2 separate regions of the Sus scrofa genome follow, and region 2 is linked to region 1. Evidence: chromatin contacts called from public HiChIP or PLAC-seq data. All regions are on one chromosome and are shown on one strand. Each heading gives the region's core, a stretch centred on a gene start, on an enhancer-like site or on the middle of the called end of the contact. The rest is flanking DNA. Distances are from core to core; before and after follow the strand shown. Region 1 holds the start of NUMA1 (nuclear mitotic apparatus protein 1). Region 2 holds the start of FOLR1 (folate receptor 1).

What was found. HiChIP or PLAC-seq counts read pairs in DNA pulled down with a chosen protein or histone mark.
Region 2: a contact with region 1 is called in an H3K27ac HiChIP or PLAC-seq map of alveolar macrophages. The contact joins the promoter of FOLR1 here to the promoter of NUMA1 in region 1. A contact is called at or near these places in 3 of 47 Hi-C or Micro-C datasets (epiblast stem cells, liver and skeletal muscle) and 1 of 2 datasets of contacts at active chromatin or transcription factors (alveolar macrophages).

What each region holds. Positions count from the first base shown.
Region 1 is chr9:6,659,567-6,665,263 of Sscrofa11.1, forward strand. NUMA1 (nuclear mitotic apparatus protein 1) reads right to left here and starts at 3,400. Exons shown (of 26, transcript XM_005653665.3): 1 at 3,224-3,400. It overlaps LRRC51 (leucine-rich repeat-containing protein 51), which reads left to right and starts at 3,556. Exons shown (of 6, transcript NM_001282115.1): 1 at 3,556-3,656. It overlaps LOC102158722 (a long non-coding RNA gene), which reads right to left. Exons shown (of 4, transcript XR_297536.2): 2 at 5,679-5,697; 3 at 5,070-5,244; 4 at 4,157-4,804.
Region 2 is chr9:6,741,745-6,747,486 of Sscrofa11.1, forward strand. FOLR1 (folate receptor 1) reads left to right here and starts at 4,333. Exons shown (of 5, transcript NM_213830.1): 1 at 4,333-4,386; 2 at 5,198-5,620. The coding sequence starts at 5,474.

The DNA of each region.
Region 1 (5,697 bases), core at 2,150-4,649:
GAAAACACAGGCAGTACACTCTTTGACATCAGTCTTAGCAACATTTTTGGGGATATGTCTCTTCAGGCAAGGGAAAGAGAAGCAAAAATAAACAAATGCGACTACATCAAACTACATCAAAAGCTTTTGTATAGCAACGGAAACTAGCAACACAACAAAAAGACAACCTACTGAATGGGAGAAGATATTCATAAACAATATATCTGACAAAGGGTTAACATCCAAAATATATAAAGAACTCACACACCTCAACATAAAAAAAAAAAAAATCAAAAATGGGCAGAGGACCTGAATAAACATTTTTCCAAAGAAAACAAACAAATGGTCAATGGGCACATGAAAAGATGCTCAACATCACTGATCATCAGAGAAATGCAAATTAAAAACACCGTAAGACATCACCTCACACCTGTTAGAATGGCTATTATCACAAAGAGAAGGAGTTCCCAATGTGGCTCAACAGGTTAAGAACCTGGCATAGCTTCTGTGAGGATGCAGGCTCAATCCCTGGCCTGGCGCAGTGGATTAAGGATCTAGCATTGCCACAAGCTGCAACATAGGTCGCAAATGGGGCTCAGATCCAATGCTGCTGTGGCACAGGTCTGCAGCTACAGCTGTGGTTCAACCCCTAGCCCAGGAAGTTCCATACACCACAGGTGCAACCATAAAAAGAAAACAAAAAAGTAAAATAAAGTAATAAAATAAAACAAGTGAGAACAAATAACAAGTCCTGGGAGGATGTGAAGCCTTATGTACTGCTGGTGGGAAAGTATACTGGTGGAACCATTATAGAAAACAGCATAGAAATTCCTAAAAAATTAAAAACACAACTACTGGGGTGGGGCTCCAATTCGACCCCTAGCCTGGGAACCTCCCTATGTGTGGGTGCAGCCCTAAAAAAATATATATTAAAAAAAAAAACAACAACAACAACCGAGAAAAAGGCAGGTTACATACAATGATATAATAGTTAAATTTTGAGTACAGTTCTCAAGAGTAACAACAAAATGCCAGAGTTTCAGTAAAATAACATTAGGGTTAGGGTTAGGGTATGGGGTTAGGGTTAGGTTAATAACATTTTCAAAGTGCTAAGAAAAAAAAAGAATTGGAAGCCTAGTACCCAGCTAAACTACCAATCAAGACTGATTAAACCTATTAAAGCTATTAACCCTATTAAAGATATTTCCCACCACAGAGTATTTACCACTAACCGACCCTCACTATGAAAACAGCTGAAGGATGTATTCACCTACCCAACACAAAAAGAGGGAATAAAATGCAAGAAAGAATCGTGGAAACAAACAGTAAACATGAATGGGTAAAATGAAATAATCACTGACAGCACAAAATAATTGTGATTTATCAGAATCGTTCAACACAGACAGAGTACCTTTGGGGTGTTCTCATTCTTAGAAGTGCTGTTTTGAGTCTAGACAATACCTTTTGATATGCTTAGAGTACAGAATAAGAGGCTGAAATAAATGACCCCCAACATACCTACTGACCACAGGGTTTTATTAATTAGACCCAGCTGTCAAACATTCCCTGATCAACTCTACTCAGCCATCTGAGGCAGTGCTTTTCCCATCCTAACATATCTAGATCTTGACCCAAAAAGACAAAAACAAAACAAAAAAATTAATTAAAATAAAAAATAAAAAATTTTTAAAGGACACGCTAAATGGAAATATTCCTTACATGAGCTTTCGGTTAAGGTGTTCTAATTTGAGGAATTATCGTTTCTGGCTTTGAATTAAGATTCAGGCTTTACAATGAGTCATCATTTGCTTGAACTTGGGCCAAGAAAAGAGTACCCTGTAGCTTTTTACAGAGAAGTGTGTGTTTCTTCCTCTGAAGGAGAAAATACCACCCAGGAAGAGACAGGGAGGGAATGCATATACTCTTCCCCGCTGCCTAAAAGTTGCCTTAGCCTGATCTGAACATTCTCTCTAGGCTCTCATCAATTCACAGCAGGAAAGATCTCCACAAGGCAGAGAGCTCCAATTCCCTTCCCATCCAAGGTTTCTGGCCACAACACTTGCCAATCCAGAGCCTTAGAAACGCAGGACCTGGCAACAGACCCCAGAGAAAGGGCAGCGTGGTTTAAAGTAAGTAGTAGTATATTTTCTGGAGGCAGTGCCACTCTGGGCACGAGGCTAACTTAATACAGAGATGCAAAAGCCACTAAATAAAGATGGGAAAGCCAGGTTCCTATCCCCTTTCAGCCCAAAAAAGCTCATTCATTTCAAAGCATATGTTAACTAATGGCCACAATACATTTCACACTCTGCACAGGCATCAGGATACAGGGGCAAAATATTCCGTCTCTATCTAGTAGGGCAGACAAATGCGCAGACACTCCGAACACCAGATGAAAAACGCTACCTTAGGGGTGAGCAAAAGAGGGGGCCCAGAAGGGGCAGCATCCACCCAGAGGAGCTCTCTTGCACCAATAACCTTCACACGGTCACATCACTTATGGTCATGAATGTGTACTCTCCGAGACGCTTCAAAGAAACACTTTACCTAATTTGACCCGCACACCCCCCACCCCCCGTCCAACAACCCCAGGAAAGTAGGTAAGGGCACGTAAACTCGTTGTTTACACCACACGTGAAAAAGTGAGGCTCACAATAAATTGACTCGTCCGAGACAACCCTCACTGCCAATAAAGCACCTCCTTCCCACTCAGGCCCCACCCACAAAGACGCCAGTGGAGCCAACCACGCACTGGTTATACAACCCCGGCCAAGCCGAACATAAACCTCAGAAGGGCCCCGCTGTAGTAAAGTGTGACAAAGCTGCGGGACTGTTTAAAAGAGGATCCACATAACGGGCGTGGCACAGCCTCTGAAACGTCGTCGGTGCTCGGGAACTGTTTACTAGTAGTACTACCGCTATTGTTAGCAGTAACGGGCGAGGACCATTACTACAGGAAGCCGCGGCCACAGGCTTTGAGGAAGCTGCACCACCCGCACCCCGTCGCCCGCAGACTCGATGCCACGGACACGCCCCCGAGCAGGCCCTCCCCCGAAGCACGTCCGCCGCCTCCCCTCGGACAAGGCCCTCTCCTCACAACCCTTACCCGCGACAGACTCTCCCCACTCAGCCTCGGTGAGGAACGAGGCCTTCCGTTCGCACCCGTCTCTCAGCACCCCCTTTAGGCCCCGGCTTCCCTGCGGGCGCCCAGGCCGCACACCAGCAGCGGGCCCGCGCCGCTTACCTGGCCGCGCGCTCCCGCTCCGCCTCTCGCCTACCCGGGATCGCCTTCGCCACGGGCTCGCGCCAGCGAGGCGAGCGCACAATTAGTTTAAACTATGGCCCCGCCCCCTCGCGCCGCCCTGCGATTGGTCCGTGTCGGCTGGCGTCGCACGCCCAGGGCACGCTGGAGGACCCGCGAAAAGGAAGTGGGAAGGGAGAAAGGGTGCCACAACTTCCGGAGCCCGGCCCGCGGCTTGAGGGCAAAAGCAACTACAAGTCCCAGCACCACCCGCGGCCTTGGCGCCCCCACCCGCCACGAACTGCAGCTCGCGGAAGGTATCGCGGTAGCGCCTACCGCGCCAGCCGGGACTTGTAGGCGAAGGTGGTTACCATGGAGTTGCGCCGAGTAACGCTGCGATAGTAGGACGCTGAGGCTGGCGGGGAAGCACTTGCGGGTGAGTTGAGCGGGGAGGGGCACGCAGGAAAAACTAAGAACTTCTCTCCTCGGGGATCTGAGACAACCCCGTCTTAACCCTTTTCACAACGACAAGGCACAAACCCATATGGGATAGACGGGCTCGTGGGGGGGGGGGGGAAGGCGGAGATAAATACCCATACAGATGTGGGGGTGCTTAAGATCGCCATCATCACAGAATAGGACCCCCTAATACTACTGTCTCAAGTCCCTGACACATTCTGGAAGATCTGAAACTTCTTCAGATATAGGGTTGGTTTTCCTCTGATCAACAGAAGACCCTCTGCAAGACATGGGAGTGGGATTAGAGCAAATCAAAAGTCTCTAATTCTGGGGATGTAGGAAAATTTCTGGGGCTTGAACGGCCCCTTTCCTTCCAGGCAGGAAGACCCAGAGTAGAGCCTCCTTTTCAGAGAGTCAGCAGGATCTTCCACACATACTTAGGAGGGGTCCTGTCTTTACCTCTTCTCCCTGCACCTCCTCTGTTGTCCGTCTCCCCAAGGTCTGCAATTAGAGCTTCATTCCTTTTCCAGACTTCATGACAGATCCGTTACATCTAGTAACTTACCTAGTGCTTTCACAGCCTCTTTCTTTTGAACTTTGTGAATCCAAGAATATTTATCCCATATCACAGACTGGAAAACCAACCTAGTGAGAAGTAGTGACAGAGGCCACGCACCAAGTCAGTGACAGCTAGGACTAGATCCCTGTTTGCCAACTTCCAGCTAAGTCTCTAGCTTGAGCTTACAGCCTCTCTAGTTTAAGAATGTGTTCAAAGTAGTAGATTAAACTGTCCCAGGGACAGTTTTTAAATGGGCTGTCGTGGGGGGGAGTGAACAATATCAGATTTGCATTTTGCAGGATTACTCTGGTTGCAGTAGGCAAAATGGCTGGGAGGGAAGGCAGAAAGGAAGTGATGGTAGCTCGGACTAGAGAAAAGACATTTAGGAAGCAAAGCTGACAGGTATTTATTCTGGATGGGAAATGGAAGGGGTATTCAAGGTAACTCTTGGTTTTCTGACCTCCGTAATGGTGGGGAGAGGGGAGAACACCGGAAGAGATCCAGGAGTACCCAGAGAGTATGAGTTCACCTGCAGACGTGTTGCAGGCGCCTGTCTTGGAGATAGCCTGGAAGTGGTGAAGAGGCAATTGGTTATACAGATTGGGAGCTCAGAGATGAGGACCAGGCTGGGCTTGAGTAAATTCAAGTGTGGCCTGGCCTGCCAGTGTTCCATGAGCTGTGGTGTAGGTCGCAGATGCATGTGGGATCCGGCGTGCCTGTGGCTGTGGTGTAGGCCAGCAGCTGCAGCTCCGATTCAACCCCTAGCCTGGGAACTTCCATGTGCTGCAGCTGCAGCCCTAAAAAGACAAAACAATAATAATAAAAACTTACCAAAAACTTGCCCTTAAGTATTTTAAGCTAAAATCCATGTCCAGCAGTGCTGGACTCCAAGGTCCCAACTCGGACTCGCTTTGAGAAAAGTACTCAGTCTTGCTCAGAGGCATCCAGCTTGTGGGTGCTCATGTGGGACCGGTCGAGGTGAGAACACGAGCCAGCTCCCCTGTTTCTACAAAAGAATAATGTGCTCTTTATTATGTCTGCAGATTTGATATCCAAAGATTCAGGCCCCCCCAGTCAGCAACCCATGCCCAGCAGGCCAGGCCACACTTGACCGAGGATTCAGCTGTGAAGTGACTCCAGCCAGCACTTCCCCAAAGCGCACATGAGACCACTGCTCTTTGAGAGGAAGACATTCGCTTCCCACTCCTCTGTCCTTGCATGCGTCAGGTCACTAAAAAAAGAAGTGACTTGAACTGTATTAAGCTGACGCTGAATTACAAACTATTAGGTCCACAGCTCTTAAGAGAATTTCGTTCTCTCTGCATACACACTGTTTCCTTGAATCAAAAATTGAGAACCACAGATGCTAAGGTTTCCCCTTTTGCTTTAGATGGCAGAGATTTCAGGGATATAGGCTTAGTATCTTAATTCCCGGTATACCTTTGTCTTCCTTTGTTCT
Region 2 (5,742 bases), core at 3,083-5,582, 83 kb after region 1:
GAACCTCCATATGCCGCGGGAGCGGCCCAAAGATATAGCAAAAAGACAAAAAAATAAATAAATGAATTAATTTCAGACCCTATAAGGCACAGAGAAGTAACCTGAAGGTTATGCTATCAGATAAGTGTGTCCAGTGTGGGTAACTCAATTTCAATGAGGTTTTTGTTTCTTGTGTCCAAAGCAGAAATGTGTAGTGAAAATATCCAAAAACAGAAAGCACAGAACAACGTGCTATCATTTGTGCATAAAAGTGGGATTTATGTGGCATAAATGCATAGAATTTCTTTGACACTATACCCAAGGAACTAGGACTGTTGGTGGCCTCATGTTTATGCTTTTGTAAACATATTGATAGTATCCTTAGCTGACATGTAGCATTCTTAATCATGTTATACAAATCACATAAATGGTATCAAATCAGATGCACATTCTGTATCTTATTTTTTTCTTTTCTTTTTTTTGGTTTTTTAGGACTGCACTGGCGGCAAATAGAAGTTCCCAGGTTAGGGGCTGAATGGGAGCTACAGCTGCTGGCGTACACCACAGCCACAGCAATTCGGGATCCAAGCCTCTTCTGTGACCTACACTGCAGCTCACAGCAATGCCAGATCCCCAACCCCATTGAGCGAGTCTAGCAATCGAACCTGCATCCTCATGGATACCAGTCGGATTCCTTTCCATGCCACAGTGGGAACCCCCTTATCTTATTATTCTATTTAACATTTTGCTTTTTTTTTTTTTTTGCGGGGGGGGGCACACAAGCAGCATTTGGAGGTTCCACAGACCAGGGGTCCAATTGGAGCTACAGCTGCTGGCCTACGCTACAGCCACTGGCCTATGCTACAGCCACAGCCAGGCAGGATCCAAGCCGAGTCTGCGGCCTACACCACAGCTCACAGCAATGCCAGATCCTTAACCCACTGAGCAAGGCCAGGGATCGAACCTGCAACCTCGTGGTTCCTAGTCGGATTCATTTCCACCACACCACGAAGGGAACTCCTATTCAACATTTTATATATTTATATAAATATACACACATACATGTGTATCACATTTCTTTTTAAAATTCTTTTATTTTCAATTGAAAAAAATTTTTTTAGAAAGAGATTTTTTTCACAATCCTCCACCATGCTTACATTTTTAAAATGAAAGTGTAGTTGAGTTACAATGGTCTGTTAATTTCTGCTGTAGAGCAAAGTGACTGAGTCATACATATATATTCATTTTTTTCTCATATTATCCTCCGTCATGTTCAATCACAAGAGACCAGATAGAGTTCCCTGTGCTGTACAGCAGGACTTCATTGCTTATCCATTCTAGATGCAATAGTTTGCATCTACTGACCCCAAACTTCCAGTCCATCCCTCTCCCTCCCCCATTAATTACATTTCAACACAGTAAACATTCACATAGTTGAAAATGAAAACAGCATAGAAAGGATTGCAGAGCAAAGTCTCATCCTCTTTCCTCTGCAATTCTTTTTTTCTTTGCTTTCTTCACAGCCGCGCCCACAGCATGTGGAGGTTCCCAGGCTAGTGGTTGTATCAGAGCTGTAGCCGCTGGCCTACGCCAGAGCCACAGCCACACCAGATCCGAGCCACATCTGTGACCTACACCGCAGCTCATGGCAATGTCGGATCCTCAACCCACTGAGCAAGGCCAGGGCTTGAACCCGCAACCTCATGGTTCCTAGTCAGATTTGTTTCTGCTGAGCCATGACGGGAATTCCTCCTCTACAATCCTTATATGCCCTCCCCATTCAAAAAATTGTTTGAGTTCCCTTGTGGTGCAGCAGGTTAAGGATCTGGTGTTGTCACTGCAGCAGTTTGGGTTGCTGCTGTGGCGTGGGTTTGATCCCTGGCTCAGGACTTCCACATGCTGTGGGTGCAGCCCAAAATAAATAAACAAAAATTCTTTCCAGAATTTTCTTATGCAAATGCGTGTATTCTCCCTCTTCCTTTTTTTACACAAAAGATTAATTCTATTGTTGCTCTTTTGGAACTTTTTTTAAAAAAAATTGAAGTATAGTTGATACATAATATTATGCTAGTTATTATAAAATATTGGCTATATTCGCTGTACTATACAATATATCCTTGTAGCTTATTTTATATGGAACAATTTGTACATCTTAACCCCCTACCCCTATGGTGCCCCCCCTTTCTCACTACCCACTGGTAACTACTACCTGGTTCTCTTCATCTGTCTCTTTTTTGTTATATTCACTAGTTTGCTGTATTTTTTAGATTCTGCATATAAGTGATATCATAGAGTATTTGTCTTTGTCTGTCTAGCTTGCTTCACTTAACATAATACCCTCCAAGTCCATCCATGTTGTTGCAAATGACAAAATGTCATTTTTTATGGCTGAGTAGTATTCCATTACACACATATACTCACACACACACCCCACATCTTCTTTATCCATTTAGTTCTCGATGGACACTAAGGTTACTTTCATAGCTTGGTAATTATAAACAATGCTGCCACGAATATTGGCACGCATGAATCTTTTTGAATTAGTGTTTTTGTTTTTTTCAGATGTATACCCAGGAGAGGAATTACTCGGTCATATGCTAGTTCTATTTTCAATTTTTTGAGAAACCTCCATACAGTTTTCCAAAGTGGCTACACAATTTACATTGCCACCAAAGGGAATGAGGGTTCCTTTTTCTCTGTATCTTCATCAACATTTGCTACTTGTGTTTTTTGATGGCCATTCTGATAGGTGTGAGGTGATACCTCACTGTGGTTTTGATTTATATTCCCTGAGGATTAGTGAGGCTGAGCATCTTTTCAAGGGCCGTCTGCATGTTTCCTTTAAAGAAACGTCTGTTGAGGTCTTTTGCTCATTTTTCAGGCTGGTTGTTTGTTTTGTTCATGTGAAACTGTATGAGCTCTTTCTATATTTTGGATATTAATTTCTTATCAGTCATATCATTTGCAAATATCTTCTCCCATTCAGTAGGATGTCCTTTTATTTTATTGAAATGAAACCTTCCCTGTGCAAAAGCTTTTAAGTTTAGCTCCGATTTGTTTATTCTTGATTTTTTTTTTCTTTCGCTTTAGGTGACAGATTCAAAACAATATTGCTGTGACTTACGTCACAGAGTATTAAGCCTGTGTTTTCCTCTTAAGAGTTTCATGGTTTCTGGTCTTACATTTAGGTCTTTCATCCATTTTGAGTTTTTTTTTTTTTTCTTTCTTTAGGGCTGTACCTGTGGCATACGGAAGTTTTCAGGCTAGGGGTCGAATCTGAGCTGCAGCTGCCAGCCTAGACTGCAGTTCACAGCAACACTAGATCCTTTTTTTTTTTGTCTTTTTGCCTTTCCTAGGGCCGCTCCCGCGGCACATGGAGGTTCCCAGGCTAGGGGTTGAATCGGAGCTGCATCCGCTGGCCTACACCAGAGCCACAGCAACGAGGGGTCTGAGCCACGTCTGCGACCCACACCACAGCTCACGGCAACACTGGATCCTTAACCCACTGAGCAAGGCCAGGGCTCAAACCTGCAACCTCATGGTTCCTAGTTGGATTCGTTAACCCCTGAGCCACGACAGCAACTCCCAACACCAGATCCTTAACTCACTGAGCAAGGCCAGGGATTGAACCTGCGTCCTCATGCATACTAGTTGAGTTCATTACTCCTGAGCCACAACAGGAATTCCTTGAGTTTCTTTTCATATATTGTGTTAGACAATGTTCCAATTTCATTCTTTTACATGCAGCTGTCCAATTTTCCCAGCACTACTTATTGAGGAGGCTGTGTTTTTTTTTGTTTGTTTTTGTTTGTTTTCCTTCTCAGGGCCGCACCTGCAGCATATGGAGGTTCCCAGGGTAGGGGTCCAATGGGAGCTCTTGCTGCCAGCCTACACCACAGCCACAACAATGGAGGATCCAAGCCACATCTGCGACCTACACCACAGCTCGTGACAAATGCCGGATCCTTAACCCACTGAGCGAGGCCAGGGATCCAACCTGCAACCTCTTGGTTCCTAGTCGGACTGGTTTCCGCTGCGCTGTGACTTGACTTGACCGGAGAGACTGTTTTTTCTACAGCGTCTCCTCCTGCCTCTCTTTTGTTGTGGTGTAATTGACCAGAAATGCACACACCTTCCTTCTCTCACTTAACAATACACTTGGAAAGTTTTGCATTTTCATTTATCAAGGGCCTTCTCATTCTTTTTCACCAGGTTAAATCTCATGGGGTGTAGGACTATATTTCTTTAACTGGCCTGAAACTGAAAGACAAGCTGTTTCCTAGACAAAGACGCGGCCTGCCCTGACAGAGGCCGGGTCAGGATGACTTAGAAAAGGGTGTGACGAGTCAGGGAGACACTGCTTCCGAGTGGGCCTCCAGGTGGGCCTCCAGGAGGGCCGAGGCAGAGGTAAGGGCAGGACCGGGAGGAAAGGTGCGGATGGGAGGTAGGAGGTGAGAAGCAAGGTAGGGCTCCCCTGGTCTCCGGGGATCCTGCTTTCTCTGCGGACTCTGGCTCTGGTGCCCCCACCCCCACAGCTCGGGCTCAGTTTCTCCTCCATGTGACCCTGACCCCCCGGCCTCCGCTTTGTCTAGGCCTGGCTCTGCCCTGGGAACTTCCCAAGACCCCTCCGTGGGGGTGGGAAGATGCAGGGGCTGGGGGCTGCCCCTGGGGATCTGCGCTCTCACGGGCTTTCCACATACCCCTCCCCCTCCTCCAGGCTCCCCTGGCATGTGGTCCAGGACCTTAAGCAAGAACCCAATGGCTGAATGGCCTTCACATCGCCCCCCCCCCCCAACCCCCGCCCCGTCAGCTTCCCTGTCTGCCTCACCAGCCAGTCTCTGGGTACCTAAACCTAAGCTGCCTTGGGCTGGCGGGAGGGCTGAGGAAGCAGAAGCAGAGGCCGGCCAGCGCCCCTCCTCTCAGTCTGCAACCCCATCAGCAGCTCAGCAGAGGTCAGCCGGTGGTTCCTCTTTTTTTTTTGCTATGGAACTTCTACAGCTAGGAGTTGAATCGGAGCTACAGCCACCAGCCTACACCACTGCCACGGCAACGCCAGATCCAAGCCGCATCTATGACCTGCACCACAGCTCAGGGCAACGCCAGATCCTTAACCCACGGAGCGAGGCCAGGGATCACACCCGCATCCTCATGGATACTAGTGTGGTTTGTTAACCACTGAGTCACGAAGGGAACTCCCTCTGTGGTTCCTCTTATGCAGGAGCCTCTGCCTGTGGGTGAAGCACTGGCTGGCGAACTCCGGAAGGGGAGGTCCGGAGAGGTGGTGCCTCCCCCCGCAGCAAAGCTCAGACTGCACTGTCCTCAGGTGGCAGTGGTGTCCTACCACTTGGCACAGACCTCCACGGGCCCTTCATCGCTTGGCTCCACTGTGCTGTGGGGTAAGCGGCGCGGGGAGGGACGACGATCTGGGCTTGGAAGGGAAACAGGAAATCTGGCCAAGAAGCTTACGGCAGCTTTCTGGCAGAAGTGGATCAACATGGCCTGGCGGCTGACGCTCTTCGTGCTCCTGGGTTTGGTGGCTGCTGTGGGGGGCGCCCGGGCCAAGTCGGACATGCTCAATGTCTGCATGGATGCCAAGCACCACAAGCCAAAGCCAAGCCCGGAGGACAAGCTGCACGACCAGGTGAGGAGGGAGAAGGGCCTGGGGTTGGGGAGGGGGCTGGCCCCCAAAAGGGAAGAAGGCAGGGGGTTGGAAAGAGCAGCTTTGGGGGTGATGGAGGCAGGAGGGTGGCTGAGGTGATCTTG